Linked DNA regions of Mus musculus: region 1 is linked to region 2. A link is a contact called in public promoter capture Hi-C data. All regions are on one chromosome and are shown on one strand. The core of a region is the stretch at or near the end of the contact, and the rest is flanking DNA. Distances in the headings are between cores, read along the strand shown.

Region 1 (6,187 bases), core at 64-2,563, 240 kb after region 2:
CAGCACTTTCCTCATTTTTTAAATCTGTAAGTTTGGGCTTGTCATTTCTCTCACAAACTCACCTTAGGCAGGAATCACCCTCCTGTGGGTGGCCATGCACCCTAACAAAGTGAGGGGGGGACTTTCTATAGGTTCCTGATGCCTTAGGACTTCTTAGTTTAATGCCTTGTGTGGTACGAGCTTCAGATTGCAATCCTGCAAAATAACTTTTTCATTAAAGGCCTTGTGCTCATAGCAAGTTTGTATTCCACCTCTTGGGGCAGCATTTTTCTAAGCCCATTTGCCCAAGTAAGTTAGCTTTCTTCAAGGCTCTAAGCTGAATGCCCGGGCTTTAGAGAGAACCCCACAGTTCTGACTCTGACGCAGGGCCTAACAGTCTGTGTCTTGAAAGCTCTATGGGGGATCTGATAATCCATCAGGGTTGAAAACACTCTTAGTGGGGCTGTAGTGATGGCTCAGTGGGTAAGTACACTTGCTGCACAGACATAAGGACCTGAGTTCAGATCCCAGCACTCCTGTAACAAGCAGGATATGGTCCCACACCTTCCCATAATCCCAGCGAGGAGGAAAGGGGAGACTGAAAGATTGGTATCTCTAAGGTTTGCTGGACTGCCACGGCAAAAATCATAAGCCCCAGGCTTAGCAAGAGACCTTGCTCAAAGAGATAAGGCAGATGTAATAGAGGGGCCTACCCCATGTCCTCCTTTAATCTGTGAGTACTATTACAGGCACATGCATATATGTTCACACACACACATTTATATATATACTAGAGTTTGTGGTTCTAAACTTTACATCGTGGTGAACAGAAAAACCTGCTAGGAGTACAGGTTTATTTGGCTCACGGTTTCTGGGATTTCAGTCTATGACCAAGTGGATCCAGCCTGCAAGAAGGCAGAGCAGTATGGTTGGAAGCTTGCTTTCCAGGAAGCTGTTCATCTCACAGTGGCCAGATGATGATGAGGCTGCAGACAAGATGTACTCATCTCAAGGACTCCTTCCCCGTTTTGTCCCAAGTGCCTATCAGACTAGGACCCTATCAAAGGACTAGTCTGTGAATGAGTTCCAGAGCCTCATGACGCAATCACATCCCCAGTCAATCCCCATCCAGCTGACAGCCGGTGCTTCGTCAGCACTGTGCCTTAGGGAGACACTTAGACAAGAAGCAGACTTACTGTGACTGTTTTCCAGTCACTAAAGCACAAACACTGAGGACCTGCAACCGCCTCTCTCTCCCTCAGATGCGGAGAGGCCGTGGAGAAGAACAGGCGACTCATCACCGCAGAGCAGCGGGAGTACCAGCAGGAGCTGAAGAAGAACTACAACAAGCTGAGAGACAGCCTCAGGCCCATGATTGAGCGGAAAATCCCAGAGCTCTACAAGCCCATATTCAGAGTTGACAGTCAGAAGAGGTAAGGAGGGGCCAGTGTAGCCTCTTCCTGGGCATCAGAGATCATGGGGGCACCACAAATCCAGCTTGCTCGGCTGCTCATGCACAAAGCAGACAGCCCAGGGTGGACTGGGGCTGGAGTCCAGCCTCCAGCCAGTCTGTGGTCTGCATTCAGTCCAAACCTTTCCCTGAACTCACCAAGCCCCTTCTTGTTGGCCTTGTGCCAGCGAATTCCCAAGTCCATCCAGTGTAGCTGGTGTGTGTGTAGATGTGTAGGGGGCTGGAGGGGCAGGGGTGAACAACAGGAATGGGTCTCAGGTCTTCTTTTATTTACTAAGTTCCCCAGGACCAATAGCTTTCTGGTTCATAATTTTCTCCCAACCGTCTCTTTAAAACAGCAGTCTCTTTAAAAGGCTAACCAATCCTTCTGTTCTCTCTCTCTCTCTCTCTCTCCTTAATTTCAGGGACTCTTTCCACAGATCTAGTTTCAGGAAATGTGAAACCCAGTTGTCACAGGGCAGCTGAAAAAAGCCACCTTTGCCGGTGACGACTGGGGCCCCACTACCTGGAAGGACTCGCTGGTACGTCCACAGCAGCCACCCAAGACTGACTCCACAGTCCCTGCCCAGCCAGTGCTCTGGAAACTTGGGGGGTCTATGACCACAGAATGATACCCAAGTGTATTGTGGACTATCTTGACCATGTCAGGGGTTGGGGTGGGGTGGGTAAATCAGGGGATAATTGTATTTATTAAAGTATTTTTCACAGTGCTGTAGAAGGAAGGCCTAAGCTGTTTCTGCTGAGTGGCTTGGCTGGTCACAGGCCTCCCAGAAAGTGACTTCTTCTGACCTATGTTTGAATTCCTAAGATAAACTCAAATTGTGGACAGAAGAGTGGAACACTGTCCAGCAACCTATTCCGAGTGAATTTCACTCATCCCTTTGGTGAGAAGAAAAGATAAAACTCCAGAAGAGTGAACCATTTTCCAATATATCTGTGAGAAAAAGTCTTACAGGAAATAGATGGAGCGCTCCACACCTCTCCTGAGCTGCCGGACTATGTGCCGTCTAGTTATTGCTGCATTGTTGCTTCTGTTAAGCTGAGTGAGTCCACCTCTACGCAGGGGACAGTTGTACGAGACAGACAGTCCAGGTCGCCCGGCCACACAGCACTGACAGCACATGCCCCAGAGCGGGAGCAGTTCTCCTAGGACATCTTGCCGGTTCCCTGTACACTTGCTCTCACTGCCTCCTTTTTCTCCGGGATAAGGTCATTTTTCTACAAGACATTCATTTCAGAACATTGTGTCCTCTGTGTGCTACAGGGATATATGCTTTGGATTGTTTTTACAGTGAACTTGGAAGAGGGAAAGAAACCTATGGTTTGAGAATTAAATTATATATTTTCATACAACTCATGACCTTACCTAATGCTAAAGACAGAATAAGAATGATAAGCAAGTGGGGTGACAATGCACGCCTTTAGTCCCAGCACTCAGAAGACAGAGACAGGTGGATCTCTGAGTTTAAGGCCAGCCTGGTCTACAGAGCGAGTTCCAGGACAGCCAGATTACACAATGAGACCATGTCTCATAAATAAATAAATAAATAAATAAACAAACAAATAAATAAATAAATAAATAAATTGCAAAATGCTTCCCTGTGCCACTGCTGTTTGTGACTTTGACAACTCAAAGTGCTGTGAAGCTTCAGAGACCCTGGTAGGACTGGCCTTAGTCAAGCAGTGCCCTCCAGAGTGGCCCTAGTGCAATGTCCTAATCCTTCTGGTTGGAACAGAGTTCTCAGTTGTCAGTACTGAAATGTTCACACATACCATTGGGCATGAGTGACCTTATTCTGAAGGAAGATGTTGGAAAAAATAAATGGCTTGCTGGCTGCACTTATTTAAACTAGCATAAACAAAGACCTTGATTGGCCCTTGATCTGAGTGTGTATTCTAGGGAAATGGAGTTAGGAGTGGGGCACTTTAAACATACCTTGGCATGACATAAATCAGGTATCTTCTCAAACAAGAATCCTGGCCATACATGAAAGCCCTTTTGTTTTGGGCAAGCCCTAGAATAGCTGCTCTCAATCTTTCTAATGTTGTGACCCTTTAACACAGTTCCTCATGTTGTGGCGACCCCCAACCATTTTGTCGATACTTCATAGCTGTAATTTTGCTACTGTAATGAATTTTAAATAGCTGATATGCAAGATATCTGATACATGATCCCTTTGAAAGGGTCTGTCGACCCACAAAGGGTTCTCCACCCACAGGTTGAGAACCACTGCCCTAAAGAAAAACTCAGATGGAATCCCCTGATTTGTTTCATTCTCCCTCCTTCAGGGGACACATGTCACCGCACCTAAGGATATAAATGAGTGTGAACACTTGTACATACCTGACTGGGATTAGTAACCAGCTCCCAAGCTGGGCACTCTGGGAGCAGTCGTGGTGTTTTGCATGTGGTGTGTTCAAGAGCTTGGCCACTGTAGCTCTCACCTGAGCGAACTCTTGGCTCTTTCATAGCTCTGGAAAGCTGAGGCTGCTTACGGCCGGTGGCCTTGGTTTTTCTCCCTCTCGTTTTTTTTCCCTAGGGGACTTGACCATTTTTATGGAGTTGATTTCCTTCAGGAACATGTGCACTGAAAGGCAAAAACAGGACTGTCTTTTATGATGAAGTCACACGCCCCCAGTCAAGCTCAGCTGACATCAAGGAGAAAGCGGCTCACCTCTGCCTCCTCAGTGGGGCGTGGCAAAGGGTTTTAACCTTGGCTTTCAAATACGTGTGTGTAAGAGGAGCACAGGTTCACGTGAGTACAGCATCAGGTTCCCCTGCAGCTGGATTTCCAGGAGGTTGGGAGTTACCGTGTGAGCACGGCGAAACCACCCCAGGTCCTCTGCAGGAGCAGCACATGCACTTAACCTCTGAGCCATCCCACGCACCCCATGTCAAAGAATTTAATTTTTTTTTAAACATTAAAAAAAACTTCTAGGGCTGGTGAGATGGCTCAGTGGGTTAGAGCACCCGACTGCTCTTCCGATGGTCCAGAGTTCAAATCCCAGCAACCACATGGTGGCTCACAACCATCCGTAACAAGATCTGACTCCCTCTTCTGGAGTGTCTGAAGACAGCTACAGTGTACTTACATATAATAAATAAATAAATCTTTAAAAAAAAAAAAACTTCTAAACGTATTTTAAAATCACAACGGTACACATATTTGTCACCTGCCTGGGAAAAAGGTAAAGCTACTTGCTGCTCAAGATGGCTAGTCCCTCCCAGAATACAAAGGTGACCAACACCAAGGAATATCTACAACTAGTTTTAGGAGTCAGGGGATGGATACTACAGAATGCCACATGGACTCCTGGGCTAAGGATATATCTGCCTTGGTAATCTTTATTAAGGAACAGAAGATTTCAAATAGATATTTTCAAAAAAATTTGTTTTAGAGCTGGGCAGAGTCTAGCGTTCCTTTCATCCTGGCACTTAGGAGGCAGATGCAGGTGGATCTCTGTGAGTTCTAAGCCAGCCAGAGCCATGTAGTCAGACCCTGTCGCAAACAACAAAAGTGGGTATTAGAATTTATTGGCTCGTTCCGTACACTGGTTCAGTAGTGGAACTGATTCAGACTCGGTTTCATTCGGGATCCACAGCACATCCTGGGGCCGTTGTTCATATTTTCCTGGGGTTTTGCCAACAGTGGTCCCTAAAGTTTCAGCATGATGAAGCTTGTAGCCTCAAGTCACCAAACCCTGCAAAGAGGAAAACCCCTAGGTCCCAGACTTCTCAGTGCGATTATCCCTGAGTTCACACTAACTGAAACGGCTTCTCTTTGAACTAGAAGTGGGGTCAATACCATCACAGAACACAGATATCCCCAAGGAAACCAGTAGTCATCACGGAGCCCGGGGGGCGGGGGGGGGGGAGGAAGCAGTTAAGTCAGAGGACTCACTATCAGGGCATTCTTTTTTTTTTTTTTAATTTTTTTTTTGTTTATTAGGTGTTTTCTTCATTTACATTTCAAATGCTATCCCAAAAGCCCCCCATACCCTCCCCCCCACCACTCCCCTACCCACTCATTCCCACTTCGTGGCCCTGGTGTTCCCCTGTACTGAGGCATATAAAGTTTGCAAGACCAAGGGGCCTCTGTTCCCAGTGATGGCCAACTAGGCCATCTTCTGCTACATATGCAGCTAGAGACACGAGCTCCGGGGGGTACTGGTTAGTTCATATTGTTGTTCCACCTATAGGGTTGCAGACCCCTTTACCTCCTTGGATACTTTCTTTAGCTCCTCCATTGGAGGCCCTGTGTTCCATCCAATAGCTGACTGTGAGCATCCACTTCTGTGTTTGCCAGGCACAGGCATAGCCTCACAAGAGATAGCTATATTAGAGTCCTTTCAGCAAAATCTTGCTGGAGTATGCAATGGTGTCAGCATTTGGAGGCAGATTATGGAATGGATCCCCAGGTGTGGCAGTCTCTAGATGGTCCATCCTTTCGTCTCAGTTCCAAACTTTGTCTCTGTAACTCCTTCCATGGGTGTTTGTTCCCAATTCTAAGAAGGGGCAAAGTGTCCCCACTTTGGTCTTCATTCTTCTTGAGTTTCATGTGTTTTGCAAATTGCATCTTGTCACTGTCAATAAGACAAAAAGGTCACCAACAGATTGGGAAAGGATCTTTACCAATCCTAAATCAGATATGGGACTAATATCCAATATATATAAAGAACTCAAGAAGGTGGACTCCAGAAAATCAAATAACCCCATTAAAAAATGGGGCTCAGAGC
Region 2 (7,061 bases), core at 4,362-6,861:
CAGGCACGGTATATACCTGTAATTCCAACACTGAGGAGCCTGAGGCAAAAAGATCTGGAGTTTAAGATACAACTGGGTTCCAAAGCAAGTTCCACATCAGCCTAGGCCAATCAGTGAGACCTTATCTCAAGAATGTAAAAAACAAGAGCTGAACAAATAGATGGTTCAGAGCATTGGCTGCTCTTGCAGAGCACCTAAGTTCAGTTCCCAGAATCACATCGAACCATGGCTCACAACTACCTATAACTCCAGCTCCAGGGGACTTAAGGTCCAAGGGCCTGCACGCGCACGCGCGCACACACATACACACACACGCACACACACGCACGTGCACACACAAACACACACACACACACACAGAAATAAAAATATATTTTTTTAAATTAAATGAATAGAGGCTGAAAAAAGGGCTCAGAGGTCAAGAACAATTACTGGTCTTGCAGAGGACCTCGGTTTGGTTCTCAGCACCCATATGGCAGCTCGTAACTGGCTATAACTCTAGTTCCAGAGGATCTAAAACCATCTGTGACCTCCATAGTCACCAAGCATTCATGTGGTATATAAACATACATGCAGGCAAAAATCACTTATTTACATAAAATATATTCATACAATATTAAATAATTTAAGTTCCTAGGAAGACAATTCTAAAACTGAAAAATATAATTCTATCCTCCTTAGGACTCTCACTTGCCCAGTTCTTTTTTTTTTTTTTTTTTTTTTTTTTTTTGAGACAGGGTTTCTCTGTGTAGCCCTGGCTGTCCTGGAACTCGCTCTGTAGTCCAGGCTGGCCTTGAACTCAGAAATCCGCCTGCCTCTGCCTCCCAAGTGCTGGGATTAAAGGCGTGTGCCACCATGCCCGGCTCATATTTTTTAATAAAAGGACTACCCTGAAAACATTTTTCATCTCATTTACTGTCAACTTTCTAAATATACTGAGATACTTTTAAACACTGGGTTTTTTATGTTCTTTTTACAAGGAATTTATGTTCTTCTCTTATGAGACTGTTTTCTTTTAATTCCATATTAAATTGGTGGTTCCTGTTATAAGACTGTTCAGGATTCTAAATATGCAGTAAGACTTGACTTCATTCTCACAAAGGTTTTTGGCCAAAGTATCATGTAGCCATTTAAAAATTAAGCTTTGAGTCAAATAAAAAAGTCTTATAGTAAGGTTTACCTAGGAAGTAAATACACATGAGATGTTTATCATAAGAATGATTTTAGATGTTTTACATACAATGTACCAATGCCAGGGAAAAGTTTTAAAGAGCAAACAAAACAAAAAATATATATTTTCATTTCTTGTTTTAGTTGGATGATGATAGAGTATTATATAATACTAAGCTACATCCAATATTAATAAAGAGAAAGTTCAGGAGATGTTGCAAAAGGCAAAAACCATAAAAACTACAAAATAAAGTAAACAGTAAGAAATAAAAAGTAAAAATAATCAGTGTATAATAAAATATCAATTAATAAAAAGCTAGCAAAGCACCATTAGAATCCTTCCTTAAAGCATAGCTCAGAGAAGCAGAACTTCCTTGGCATACAGGAAACATTGCACCACAATCAATCGATCTCTTTAAACATATTTTACTTATTTGTGTGTGGGGGGGGTGTCATGTTTGATGCAGATGGACTATGTGTGGAGGTCAAACTTTTAGAGTTTGGTTCTCACCTGCTGGAGGCAGGGTCTCTCTTGTTGTCTTTTGCCACTACACTACAAACTCCAGGCTAGGTTAATAAAAATTAATCCTATTTTTCTGATAACTATTCAGAGTGGCTTCATATCGTAATACCATCCAATCTTATCTTTAAGTACAGAGCATCAATCTAGCAGTAAAATAAAGGGTCCCAAACATTACTGCAACATAACAGTCATTAAGCTTCACTTACCTTCTCCAAATTCATTTAAAATCACTGCTATTTTTCTATTATGTTGTTCTGTCAAAATGTAGTTCAGAAGTGTTGTCTTTCCAGCACCTATATAATATATTAAAGCAATAAAGGTCAAAGACTAATTTTGAGAAAACAAAAAATGTAAAATATCTTAGTGTTTCTAAGAATTTATGTAGCCGGGCAGTGGTGGCGCACGCCTTTAATCCCAGCACTTGGGAGGCAGAGGCAGGCGGATTTCTGAGTTCCAGGCCAGCCTGGTCTACAGAGTGAGTTCCAGGACAGCCAGGGCTACACAGAGAAACCCTGTCTCAAAAAACCAAAAAAACAAAACAAAAACAAAAATTTATGTGCCATTTTTCTTTACTTAAAATCAGAACAGAGGGCTTTAGAGAAGAAATTTTAAAAATCTTTGAAAACTTTGAAATTATTACTTATATATGTAAGTAATTATAAACAATCTTACAAGTTGAGTCAGTTTTCTAACTTAATATGACTAAAATAATATCTTCATAATTTATACAGCAATAAAGGTTGTTTAAATTTTATATTCAATAAAAACTTAATGAATTATAACTTCTAAGAAAAGTCACCTATTTTAAAAAAAATGTCGATTTCTTTCATGATGCTTTCTTAATAGTTATTTCTCTAAACTTATTCAACCTATTTCAACAACCACAAACTAGCTATAAATTCAGGTTGACTATATAGCTACTTTTAGTATGCTCAAGCAGTCTATTACTATAACACTGATTTTATGAAACAGAGTACAGAGGTAGTAAGTATACACAACAGACTATCAGTAGAGAAATTCCTAAGACTACACTAACTTTATCCAGCAGGTGGCGTAACAAACCTAGTTTGTTCATCTCAAGCAGAAGAAAAACATAATCTTGTGAACCAAAAATTCTCAAGTTCATAATGAAATACGTTTTTAAAAAAATACCTTTAAACAATATCTTAGCTGCACAGCAGTTCAATTATTGGAATAAATCATTCATTTTTATGTAGGTAGCCATTACGGTTGTCCTCAATATTTCACTGTTACAAGCAATAATGCTAAAATGTTTTTACACATAGTTTGCACATCTACTAAAATACATTTGCAAATTTCATAGGGTATAACCAGGAGATAGTAAGGAAATAACAAGGTACTAATATCTTCAATACTTTAGGTCATACTCATTTTAAAAGTTTTTGAAGAGATACTTTAAGATACTTTAGAAAGCTCAATGTAACTGGGTGACGTGCAGGAGAGACAGATCTAAGAACACAGAACAATGAGGAAATTTTTAAAACAGGAGGCCTTGAACATAATTATGTACAGGCCAATGGGAAAGTTGAAAGCCATGGATATAAGAGATTTTCTCTGGAGAACTTTTAGGGCTTAATAATTAACCACATTATGAAGAAAAAGACATTGCAGTATAATTCACATTCATTCAAAAGTATCTAGCATGCACCCAATTGAAGTTTCTGCCTCCATGGACCTTAAAAATGTTAAGTAGGGGAAGATGGTGGAGGAGCTAGAAACAAATTAGAAAGTTATTTTGTTGCAGGTTGATCATTTAATAGGAGACATACAAAATGCTATGGAAAACTTAAAAGGGCGAGCTAGGTGGAGTAGTTACAGGAAGAAGTATTCCAAGCAGTACCTATAAGATAGCGGTTCTCAACCTTTGTGTCCTGACCCCTTTGGTGGGGTCAAATGATTTTCAGGAGTCACTTAAGACTATCCTACAAATCAGATATTTATATTATAATTTGTAACATTAGCAAAATTAGTTATGAAGTAGCAACAAAAATAATTTATGGTGTGTGTGTGTGTGGGGGGGGGGTGTTAACCAGAACATGAGGGACTATATTAAAGAGTTACAGCATTAGGAAGGCTGAAACCACTTAAGAAGTAAATTCAATATGTTGGGCCATCTGACAGGCTAGAGGGTTAGGAAGGAACCAGATCATAGAAGTCCTTGAATTCCTGCTAAGGAACTTAAGTTTTCACCCAAGTAGAACCCACTAAAGGATGTGACAATCAAGCAACACTTTGGTGAAAGGTAGGGCTAGCACCAAGATATATTAAGGAGCAGGGAGACTCAGGACTACCAGAGTTAGGAGGAAATATTGTTAGTGTTGCAGATGGTTGGGAATCTCAGGAGCAGGATTTGAGAAATTATTAGTGTCCAGAGTGTTGGACATGTTAAGTATGGAAATGCCTGTAAGACATTAAACTAAAAACTATACAGAAGTGAATCTGAAGGATGGAAGCCAGAGAAATAGGTTGAAAAACAACGAAAATGTGGAGGCTAGTGGAACAGTGTTCCCGGTATATCAAAATTTAAAAAAAGACACAGGAGGCCAGCTGTCCCCTAGGTTCAGTCAGGAACAAGGAGGTTGGTGGAGTTAGTCCTGATCTCAGAGCTTCAGGCCATTACCTGTATTGTCCCTTTCATCTATCAGTAAGCCAAATGCAGAAAGGCCAAGGGCCAACTCTGAAGTATGTTCTTTGGACCAGGAAATTTGCTCTGATTCTATAGAATAGCATCTGAATCCAAAACGTTATTCCTTTATAAAAATGAAGCCCAAGTAAAATCTAGAATATCCTTGGTCTGACTCTAGAAGGGGAAAAACAAACAAACAAACAAACAAACAAACAAAACCTGGTGGTGTGGAGACAACAGTGATTTCTTTGTTGTATCTAAAGGGTGCACCGAGATTCAACTTGTCTGTTGCAACACACAGGAATGAGAGTACCACTTGATTCATATTTTTTCCACAATTTTTATTTGTCCACATTTTCAGCCACTTACTTGTTGTTGCTGTTAACTGTAATGCTTTAAAAGGATATCTAGACATTTCCAACAAAAAATAAGCACGTGGACTGATCTTCAGAAAACTGCACCGTGTTTCACAAATCTGTGTTTTCCAAGGACCACACCCCCGAGGTGCACCCTCAAGACCCCCAGCTTAGGAAAGTTCCCAAAACAAAGGTCTTACTCTAAATCAATCTCTTAACAGTGCTTTCCAAGCGGACCTCAAAAGGGGAGGGCACAGTTTAGGACTTGTCACTAATGGCTGGAAGAGTTTGGTTCCTGTGAAATGGAATCCACTAAGCAAGGTGTCAGGCAATCTACAGTCGGCATCTTTGTTTTCTTTTTCTTTCTTTTTTTTTTTTTTTCCTTGACCAGGGCATCCTTTAATAACAATAGACCATTTGGCTTTGTTTTGCTTTGGTTTTTTGTTTTTCTGTTTTTTAATGAGAAAACTCAGATGACTTTATTATTTCTACTCTAAACTGAGGGGAGATGAGCTTCACAAATGAAAGACAACTTAATCAAGAGACCATAACATTAGGTGAGTCTGAGTTTCAAAACTACCTTTGAAAATGCTAGAAGAGAGGCCCCAGCCCCTACCTCGAAGATTCGTCCTCGGCCAGGAGGCCCGGGTGCCTGAGGAGACACGGCAGCCCCCCTTAATTACCTAAGTACCCGGTGACAATTGTGACTGGAATCTTAGTGATGAAGTCAAGATTTTCCTCTTCTTGGTTCTTGGTCTCAATGGGGACCAATTCAGGACAATCCTCCGCGTACTCTTCTTCCGCCTCCACAGTTTTCACAGCAGGTAACATGCCGCCAGCAGGACACCAGTGACTCCAGAACTAAAGAGCTGCCGCCAGTCGCGTTTCCGCGACAGGATTCAGTCGGCGCGGGGCTGATGATGTCACCACAACGCGTCGCGGAGCAGGCCTCTGAGGAACCAGCCCGCCCTCCAGCTACGCCACTATTCAAACTAGACACGCCTTCCCGGGGGAGGCACGCCCCTACGCAGAGATAGATACACCCCCACGCACAGTGGACACGCCCCTTATAGAGAGGGACACACCCCCCGGGTGTGAAGCACGCTCTAGGGGCGTGCCCTCTGCCCGTGGGCCAAACTGCACTTTGCTGTTAGGACGCTAGGAGCTCCCTTGCCTCGAAGCTGTAGTGGGCTCCAGCTGTTAGCCACTGTCTGTTGCTTGGGCTGAGGCAACACCTATTAGGCTTGGGCAGCTTCACCACAGGACAGACATTTTTCAAGTTGCCATTTTTTTTTTATTCTCATGAAGTCCATCTCTTTCATTCACAAGGAAAAGAGTAATTGTGAAGTCATGCTATATATTATAATTATTCTACAATGATAATTATGTATTATAGCTATCTCATCTTTTACAATGTAATAGTTTTATTTATTTTTCTTTCTCCTTTACTTGGACATAAGGTAAACTCAGATCAATAATTGTATTTATTGGTTCATAATATTCTCATTAGTCTCTGGACTCCTTTGTGTGTGTTTATAGTGGATTCCTTGATAGTACCCTAACCCAAAAACATTAAATTGCATCTCTTCTACCCCAGCCTAGAATACTAACTATAATCATGAATCTTCTTGGGAATACTGAACATTCCTTTATGTGTTTGTTATGGTTTGTCCTTATACACACGCACATAAATAACATTGACCATTGTTTGTTTTTCAATTTCATAAAAAAGAGTACCATTCAATGTATACTCTCTTGGGGTTTGCTGGATTTCCAGCTTCACTACTGAATTTCCTGTCAATTGTTTTCAGGTGTTGCTGTTTTGTTTCATTTTGAGACAGTCATACATTTTCCCAACAATGTAAGAGATCATATTGGTGTAATGTCAATATTAGCAGACATGAATTTTTTTCCCAATTAAATACAAAATAGTACCTCAATGTGATCATCAGTTGTATTTCTTTGGATTTGAACAAAACTGAGCATCTTTTTATGTGTTTTGACCATGTTTAATTTCAGGCTTTAAGAGGGGCTAGCAAGCATTGCTCTGTGGGCATCAGATCCCATTACAGATGGCTGTGAACGACCATATGGTTGCTGGGAATTGAACTCAGGACCTCTAGAAGAGCAGTCAGTGCTCTTAAATGCTGAGCTCTCTCTCCAGCCCCTCAAAATGAGGTTTTAATAAGTTATATACATTGGGTGTTCAATGTACTCTAAACACCCATCAACTGATAGACAAACAAAATGCCACATATCCAGACTGGAAAAATTAATTGGTGAAAAACAGGTACAAAGTACTGGCTACCTGCTACCAGATAAGCATATCTCAAAGATGTGCTAAAAATAAATCCATTCATAAAAA

Evidence for each region. Promoter capture Hi-C pulls out the DNA fragments that hold promoters and counts their contacts.
Region 1: a contact with region 2 is called in a promoter capture Hi-C map of trophoblast stem cells, with 2.6 times the contacts expected there. A contact is called at or near these places in 9 of 39 promoter capture datasets (the C10 cell line, the HPC-7 cell line, hippocampal neurons and 5 more), 10 of 484 Hi-C or Micro-C datasets (CD4 T cells, the HPC-5 cell line, bone marrow-derived macrophages and 5 more) and 2 of 9 other capture datasets (adipose tissue and liver).

The regions. Positions count from the first base shown.
Region 1 is chr19:25,199,133-25,205,319 of GRCm38.p6, forward strand. Dock8 (dedicator of cytokinesis 8) reads left to right here. Exons shown (of 48, transcript NM_028785.3): 47 at 1,242-1,412; 48 at 1,855-3,300. The coding sequence ends at 1,915. Among named protein-coding and RNA genes, the nearest start is that of Kank1, 35 kb to the right of the region's middle.
Region 2 is chr19:24,956,005-24,963,065 of GRCm38.p6, forward strand. Cbwd1 (COBW domain containing 1) reads right to left here and starts at 5,612. Exons shown (of 15, transcript NM_146097.3): 1 at 5,380-5,612; 2 at 1,900-1,986. The coding sequence starts at 5,527.